Linked DNA regions of Mus musculus: region 1 is linked to region 2. A link is a contact called in public HiChIP or PLAC-seq data. All regions are on one chromosome and are shown on one strand. Each heading gives the region's core, a stretch centred on a gene start, on an enhancer-like site or on the middle of the called end of the contact. The rest is flanking DNA. Distances are from core to core; before and after follow the strand shown.

The links. HiChIP or PLAC-seq counts read pairs in DNA pulled down with a chosen protein or histone mark.
Region 1: an H3K27ac HiChIP or PLAC-seq map of extraembryonic endoderm stem cells shows a contact between it and region 2. The contact joins the enhancer-like site here to the promoter of Cxadr in region 2. A contact is called at or near these places in 1 of 39 promoter capture datasets (hippocampal neurons), 1 of 15 datasets of contacts at CTCF or cohesin (CD8 T cells), 10 of 484 Hi-C or Micro-C datasets (the HL-1 cell line, Sertoli cells, myocytes and 6 more) and 4 of 115 datasets of contacts at active chromatin or transcription factors (embryonic stem cells, extraembryonic endoderm stem cells and forebrain).

What each region holds. Positions count from the first base shown.
Region 1 is chr16:78,346,340-78,349,598 of GRCm38.p6, reverse strand. It overlaps a transcript of Cxadr not described here. Among named protein-coding and RNA genes, the nearest start is that of Btg3, 29 kb to the left of the region's middle. Within about 2 kb of position 1,863, at least 32 of the 459 cell types and tissues checked have an H3K27ac peak or open chromatin away from gene starts, as enhancers often do. A contact at or near this core is called in Sertoli cells, extraembryonic endoderm stem cells and pancreatic cancer cells, where this site is marked.
Region 2 is chr16:78,300,278-78,303,485 of GRCm38.p6, reverse strand. Cxadr (coxsackie virus and adenovirus receptor) reads right to left here and starts at 1,815. Exons shown (of 7, transcript NM_001025192.3): 1 at 1,612-1,815. The coding sequence starts at 1,654.

The sequences.
Region 1 (3,259 bases), core at 614-3,113, 46 kb before region 2:
ACCTTAGACAATGATTTCATTTATTTGAACTGTAAATTGAATTTCAGTAGCAGTATGGCCTAATGGACAAGACAGGAACTGGCCAAGAAGATCCAGGTAAGAGAAATAATATAGCAATGCCCAAGTCGGGCATTCTGCTGTTTTTTTATTATCATTTTTTTTTTTGGTTATTTAACCTAGGACACAATGTTACCAATTACTTTGGCCAAGTTTCCCCACATTTTCTCTGGCATTAGATTCTGGTTAGTGAGGCAGTACCTAGGACGCTCCCTGGGAAACACAGTATTGCCCCTGTATTATACATGCCGCCTGGGGCATTCACTGGACGTCTGTTATCCAAGGCAAATGAGGGAAAGCTGCAATTCCTATGTAAAATGTGTACACTCTAAACATTGCAGAAATGGTCACCTGCTTCCAAGTCTATAGCAGAAGGCCACCCACCTTTAACGTAAGGACTAAAACAATTATTTAATAGTTATCAAAAGCATGTGGACTTGTAAGGGTATTGCCACTCTTACTGCTCTGGCTTGATGTTTATTGCATTGTTTCTACCCTCAAAATGGAGTAGCTACAGAAAGAACGTTCATAAAGGTTAGAAATAGTCATAGGAACTTAGGAATTTCATAGGGCTTGAAAACACCGTTATGATCTACACACATCAGCAGGGCTGACAGCATACATCAGTGAGATGTGGGGACAGCATCTCTGCTGCATTAGCTGTCTGGTGTGTCGGTCGCCTTTATAGTGCTGAGGCCAGTACAAACATTTATCAGCTTCACTAGTAATGGTTGAAAGACTGCAGATGCTGGGCAAGATTATTTGCTTAACCCACGAGGCAGGAGTGATAATCCCCATTATTGTGTATTGGCATATCCCAACCTTTGAGATGTATCAGTTAGAAAACCTATCATTTAATGGTAATGTCCCTTGTTTAGAACATGTCGAAATAGAGGTTTAAAGGAATACAGCCTTTTGAAAGGCAGTTAGACTTTTAAGGTGTGTATGTTTTCACCTAGCAACTACTTCAAGAAATTTATCTACAGAAGTACTTGGATGGGGCTATCATCTATGTAAAAGTGTTTAGTATATTTTTGGGTGACAAAAAAAAATAGCCATAACAAATGAGCAACTAAATAAAATTTAAACCATCTATACAAGGTAGTATGAAAAATGCTATGTGGCTATGAAAAAAAGAATGGATAAAGTAATAATAACAAAATATTATAGGTGGAAACATGAAAGTATCCTATCTAAAATGCTGTGTGTTGTATGAGTAAAACACTATTTTGACAGTATATTCAGAAGAAGGAGAAAGGGGCTAAATACAGACAATTCTATTCTGCTTCTTTGGATTTTTCTGCTAAACGTTCATACTCCATAACCTTTTTTTAATGGCTTTTTAAAAAAAAATTTATTTTAAAGGGATATTATGATATGCTATGATAAAAACTAACACAATAAACAAATAGAAAGAAAGAGCCCAAGAGAGAAAACAAGAATCGGAGACCCACTTTCTCACACACTCAGGAATCCCATAGAACACTGAACTGGAAGCCCTGACTTCACAACCTTTTTCCTGGGGGAGTAAAAGCATCTAAAAAAGCATTTTAAGGTCAATTCGTTTATTTTTAGCTAATACAAGATGAGAAATAGCCTGTGGACATACACAAGAAATACATACTTGATATACAAAATGCTTTGTCGAAACCTTTGCAATAGTGAAGGATTATAACGCCCCCGTGTAGTGCAAGAGCATAAAGCCAGTAAAAGAGTGACCTGAGTCTGCCTTACAGAGAACGTCCTGGTCTGTGACAGGGCTGCGATAACGTGCGGAATGTCATGAGAATGGAATGTGGCATAGAGGGTTCGTTTGCTTGTTCTTGACACAAGGTCTGTGAGGCACACAGTCCTCATACTCGCCATAGAGCTGAGAAGGGCCTTGAACTCCCCCTTCCCCTGTCTCTACCTCCGAGGGATTGGGATTATGGGTAGGAGCCACCAGGCCTGGCTTAGACCTTGCTCATTGTGAAATGAGAGCTGTAAGATGCTGTGGTACCGGGCAAGCATTAACACTCAGTGTGTTTCTTTCCATGAGGTCAGGACTGATGATAGGACCTGCTCAGTACCTGCCCAGGGTGGCATACGCATGAAAGTCTCAGCACTTGGGTGCCCGAGGCAGGAAGATTACAAGTTCAAGGCCAGCCAGCATACACTGTATGGCTAGGCTTTATCTCACAAAACAACAAAACAAAACAAAAAACCTAATCTTCAGGCTTATGCAGTGGTAGTTCGTGTATATGTATACACATAATGAATTGCACCTAGCCTCTTGGGAATTAAGTACTGTACTTTCTGTTCCACCACAACCCTGTGTGTGTGTGTGTGTGTGTGTGTGTGTGTGTGTGTGTGTGTGTGTGTGTCCTGATACTGTGTGCCTTACAGAGAGAATACTGAGTATTAAACTGCCTGGTACTGTAACTAGAGAACTTTGAACTCGGGCACTGTAACTCTAGAATGCAAGCTTTTAAGAGCTGAGGAACAAAAGTTTACACATTGTCTTGCACTGTTAATAATACTATGTGATATTTTTTACTTATTTACTTTTTAAAGGAAACAATGAGGTGTTGTTTCTAGTAGATCTGTTAGGCTAGATTTTAATGAAATATAAGTTAAATTTTAATGAAAAATAAAACCCCTCTAAAAGTCATTGTCCACAAGAGGGCATCATAATCTTTTTATTGTCAGAGCTAAAGGTTGGATTCCAAGTACTGACCCCTTGATGTGAAATGTTAAGAGGTATAGCTATAGTGGTAGAAATTGTTAAGTGTTCATAGTTGTATACAATTAACATTTCTTTATTACTATGTTTTTATGTCATAGAAGTGGTAAGTACTTCACCCCTGTGGCAGATACAGCCTCTGCTGAAATGTTAGAGGAGGGAGGACGCCACGTTTCCTTCTCGGCACCGCTCTTAGATTAGCATATGGAAAAGGTGTTTTCAGTCTCACAGTTAATATGTATGTTCCTTATTGGGTTAATGAGTCTTTGTCATTTGACAGTAGGCTGCAGATCTCTTAAATGTCCCGTCAAGTATGTCACTATATAATTTATAGTGCTGATGGTGACGGGGAGTAATCACTCCAGGGGCCTGAAATGTACAAAATAATCCCCTGACTGCGAACTTGTAAGTATACAACACAGGCAAACGTGGTCATTCATGAAACTGGAAACATTGCGTGTATGTGGTATAGAGCAATAA
Region 2 (3,208 bases), core at 566-3,065:
TTGATTGGTTGGTTGGGGGCTGGGGGTCAGTGTCAGCTGAGAAATTTGAGTTCTGAGGCAGAAAAACGGGAGTTGAAAAGAGTTGTCCTGTTTAGACAAAAAAACATCTGTCCTTCGAGAGTGTGCTCACATACATTATATGAATGAAGAGCTAGGTATATTAAAATAGCCTTAATGGAAAGAGTGACCACCAGAGAGGTATTTCAGAAGAGGAAGAGGGGGAAAAAGCATTACTTCATAAGAAAGAAAAAAGAGGAAGATAGTTCCCTGCATCCTCTTCATTCCTCCAATTTCTGCTTTGGATGTATTCAACTTCGGTTTGTTTTACCAAACAAAGGTGGGATTCACCGAGCAGACTGGTTCAACGACCCTTCCTGTTTTTCACAAGATTTAATTTCGAAATTTCAGCCAAGCCTAAAAGATCTGTATCCAAAAAAAAAGGTGGAGGTGGAGGCGGTGTGGTAGCCTCAGCTCCACAGATTAGACTTGTTAATAGAATGTTGATCCCATGAGTAATGTCCACAGCTGTGGCATCCAACAATGGAATTAACATTTCAGCAGGAAGCAGAGAGAGCCATCCCAGTAGAGCTGAGGCAGATCCAACAACCTTCCCAACTCCCGCAATCCTAAGCAATCCTCTTCGGAGGCTACGGTGTGTGTGCGCGTGCGTGCTTCCCAGAGTTGAACGTGTAAATCTTTTACATGACTCACTTGGCTCGAAAATTCCTCCAATTGCTTAGTATTAGGAAATGAGACCGACTTGTTAAAAACACACTTAGAAAAAGATTAATTTCTAAGTGCTAGAATGCGTATGCGTCCTGGGGTCCAGGCATTTTTTTTTTAATGCCTTATTTCCTGAAAGAGACGCTCTGCAGCTGAAAGATGTACTGGGCGATTTCTACCACCACACGCCTCACCACCTGAACGTCAATCATCATACAAAAAAAAAAAAAAAAAATCAACTTATTACAAACCCGGGCTAACTCCTCCCCAACAGCGATTTCAGACCTTCGGCTCCTAATACCTCGTCTCGGAGCTGCTGGGTCGAGCTAGCCTGTTCTTTGAGACTAAAAACCAGCAGCTTCGGTGCTTCTTTCCTAAAGGTAGCCAGGGCGACTGACACCGAACGGCTCAGTCTTCTCTCAAATAATGGCGTTGGTAATTCAGCCTCCCCGGCTTGGACTACCCGATACCTAAAAACTCGCAGCCCGGAGCTTGGAAATCGGGGAAGGCTGGCGGCACACAACACCCAGGCAGACGCGGGAAACAGACAAGGGCAGATAAAGCCAAATGGTCCCCAGGGTAAGCTGCCCTGGAGGCGCGCCCCACACGCCCCTGGGCGAGCCTCCGCCACCGCCACCGGACGATCGGGTCCCCGCTCCGCTGCCTCCCAGACGCCTCACGCCCCCTGCGCCGCTCCCGGGGACCGATGCATTCTCCGGGCTGGCGCGCGTGGTCCGGGGCAGATCACCCTGTGCATGGGTGCCCATCCGCCACTACCACGGCAGCGCCCCCCAAATTGAGCCGCCCCCTCCCCCCACGCCCCATTGTTCCCGGGAGGCCGCGAGCTGGGAGCGCAAGCGACTGGGACGGAGAGGTGCCGCAACTCACCCGCGATCCCGCACAAGAGCACGAAGCACAGTAGGCGCGCCATGGTAGCTGCCGGCCGGGTCGTGGCTTGCAGGTAAACGATCTCGGCTGGGAGCCCTGGTTTTCCCAGAGCCTGGTACACTCCCGACTGGCTCCCGGCGGTGGCAGCAGCGAAGGCACCTCTGCGCCCCGCCCCAGCTCGGCAGGTGAACGCGTCACTTCCGGCAGCACCCGGGAGCCCCTAAGCAAGAGCCCACAGTGTTGGCGCCCTGGGGTTGCCATGGAAACTGGGATCAGCCCGCGTCCCACCCCCCCTCCCCACCCCCACTCCCCTCTAAGGAACCTTCCAGTCCCAGCGGTCTTGCGCGCTGTACACCTGCTTGCGCTAGCAGCCACCTCCAGCTCTCCCGACTCCTGGTTAAATCGCTTTGTGAGCTGGGAAGCAGCGAGCCAGTCTCACTGCTGAAACAGTCACGCCCTCCTCCCCAGAGCCCAGCTCCAGGCCGGAATTGCTCCCTCTCCCTAAACCTTGAGCTAGGTTTCTTTCGACACACCACTAGCCAGCAGTCACCGCATCCTGTGGTCAGGGGTGGGGACCTCCTGGCACCCGTGTTTCCAAGGGCGATCAGAGAGCCCCGCCAATATCTTGCCTTCTTTTTGAATGGCTAGGTTCCTATTGAAGGCTCAGGAGAGGCTTTTCTTCCGCCCCTGTATACACTAGACCTATAAATTGAGGCGGCAGGTTTAACAAATACTTGGGGCTTTTCTCCTCCTTGCGATTATGAGTCGTTCCAGCCCTGAAGTTAGCCCACAGGGACAAAAGAACTTTAAAAGTGGGACCGGTTGGGGATGGCTAAGTGAACGGGAGTGGCTCTTGGAAATTAGGAATTTGAAAAGCCAGTGCAATCCCGCCCTGCAGCTCTCCCAAGCTGTTATCCTCAGACTTGCCTTTGCTAACTATTCTTGGTTGCTCTTCCCAGATTTTTTTTTTAACTGTTAGAAATGTTGAAATTCACAAGAGCCCCATATTAGGAGGTAGAAAACAGAAGAAACCAGCGTAATGGCCAAGAGTTAGGGGTCTTGGTGGGCAAGTTATTTAGAAGTGAAAGTGAAATCGTGCATTAAAAAAAAAAATGCTTGGTAGGTCCAGAGATGGCTCAACAGTTAAGAGCAATGGCTGCTCATCCACAGGTCCCGAGTTCAACTCCCAGCAACCACATAGTGGCTGGCTCACAACCATCTGTAATGGGATCAAGTACCCTCTTCTGGTATATCTGAAGACAGCGACAGTGTATTCAAATATATAAAAATAAATAAATCTTTTTTAAAAAATGCTTGCCCCCCCCCCCACAGAGCACATAGTGCTCAGCAAGTAGGGACTAATAAAGGAATATTGGGAATGCCTTGTTGCTTGTTGAACCAGAGAAAAGAGAGAAGGCAGGTGTAGGGGGTGATAGGGATGTCCCCACAGGCTCATATATTTAAATGCTTAATCACTATTTGGAAGGATTAGAAGGATTGGGTACTGCAGCCTTTTGGAGTAGGTGTGGCCTTGTTGGAGGAGGTGAATCCCTGGGGGCAGGCTTAGAGGTTTCAAAACACCCATAAGATCCTGGCT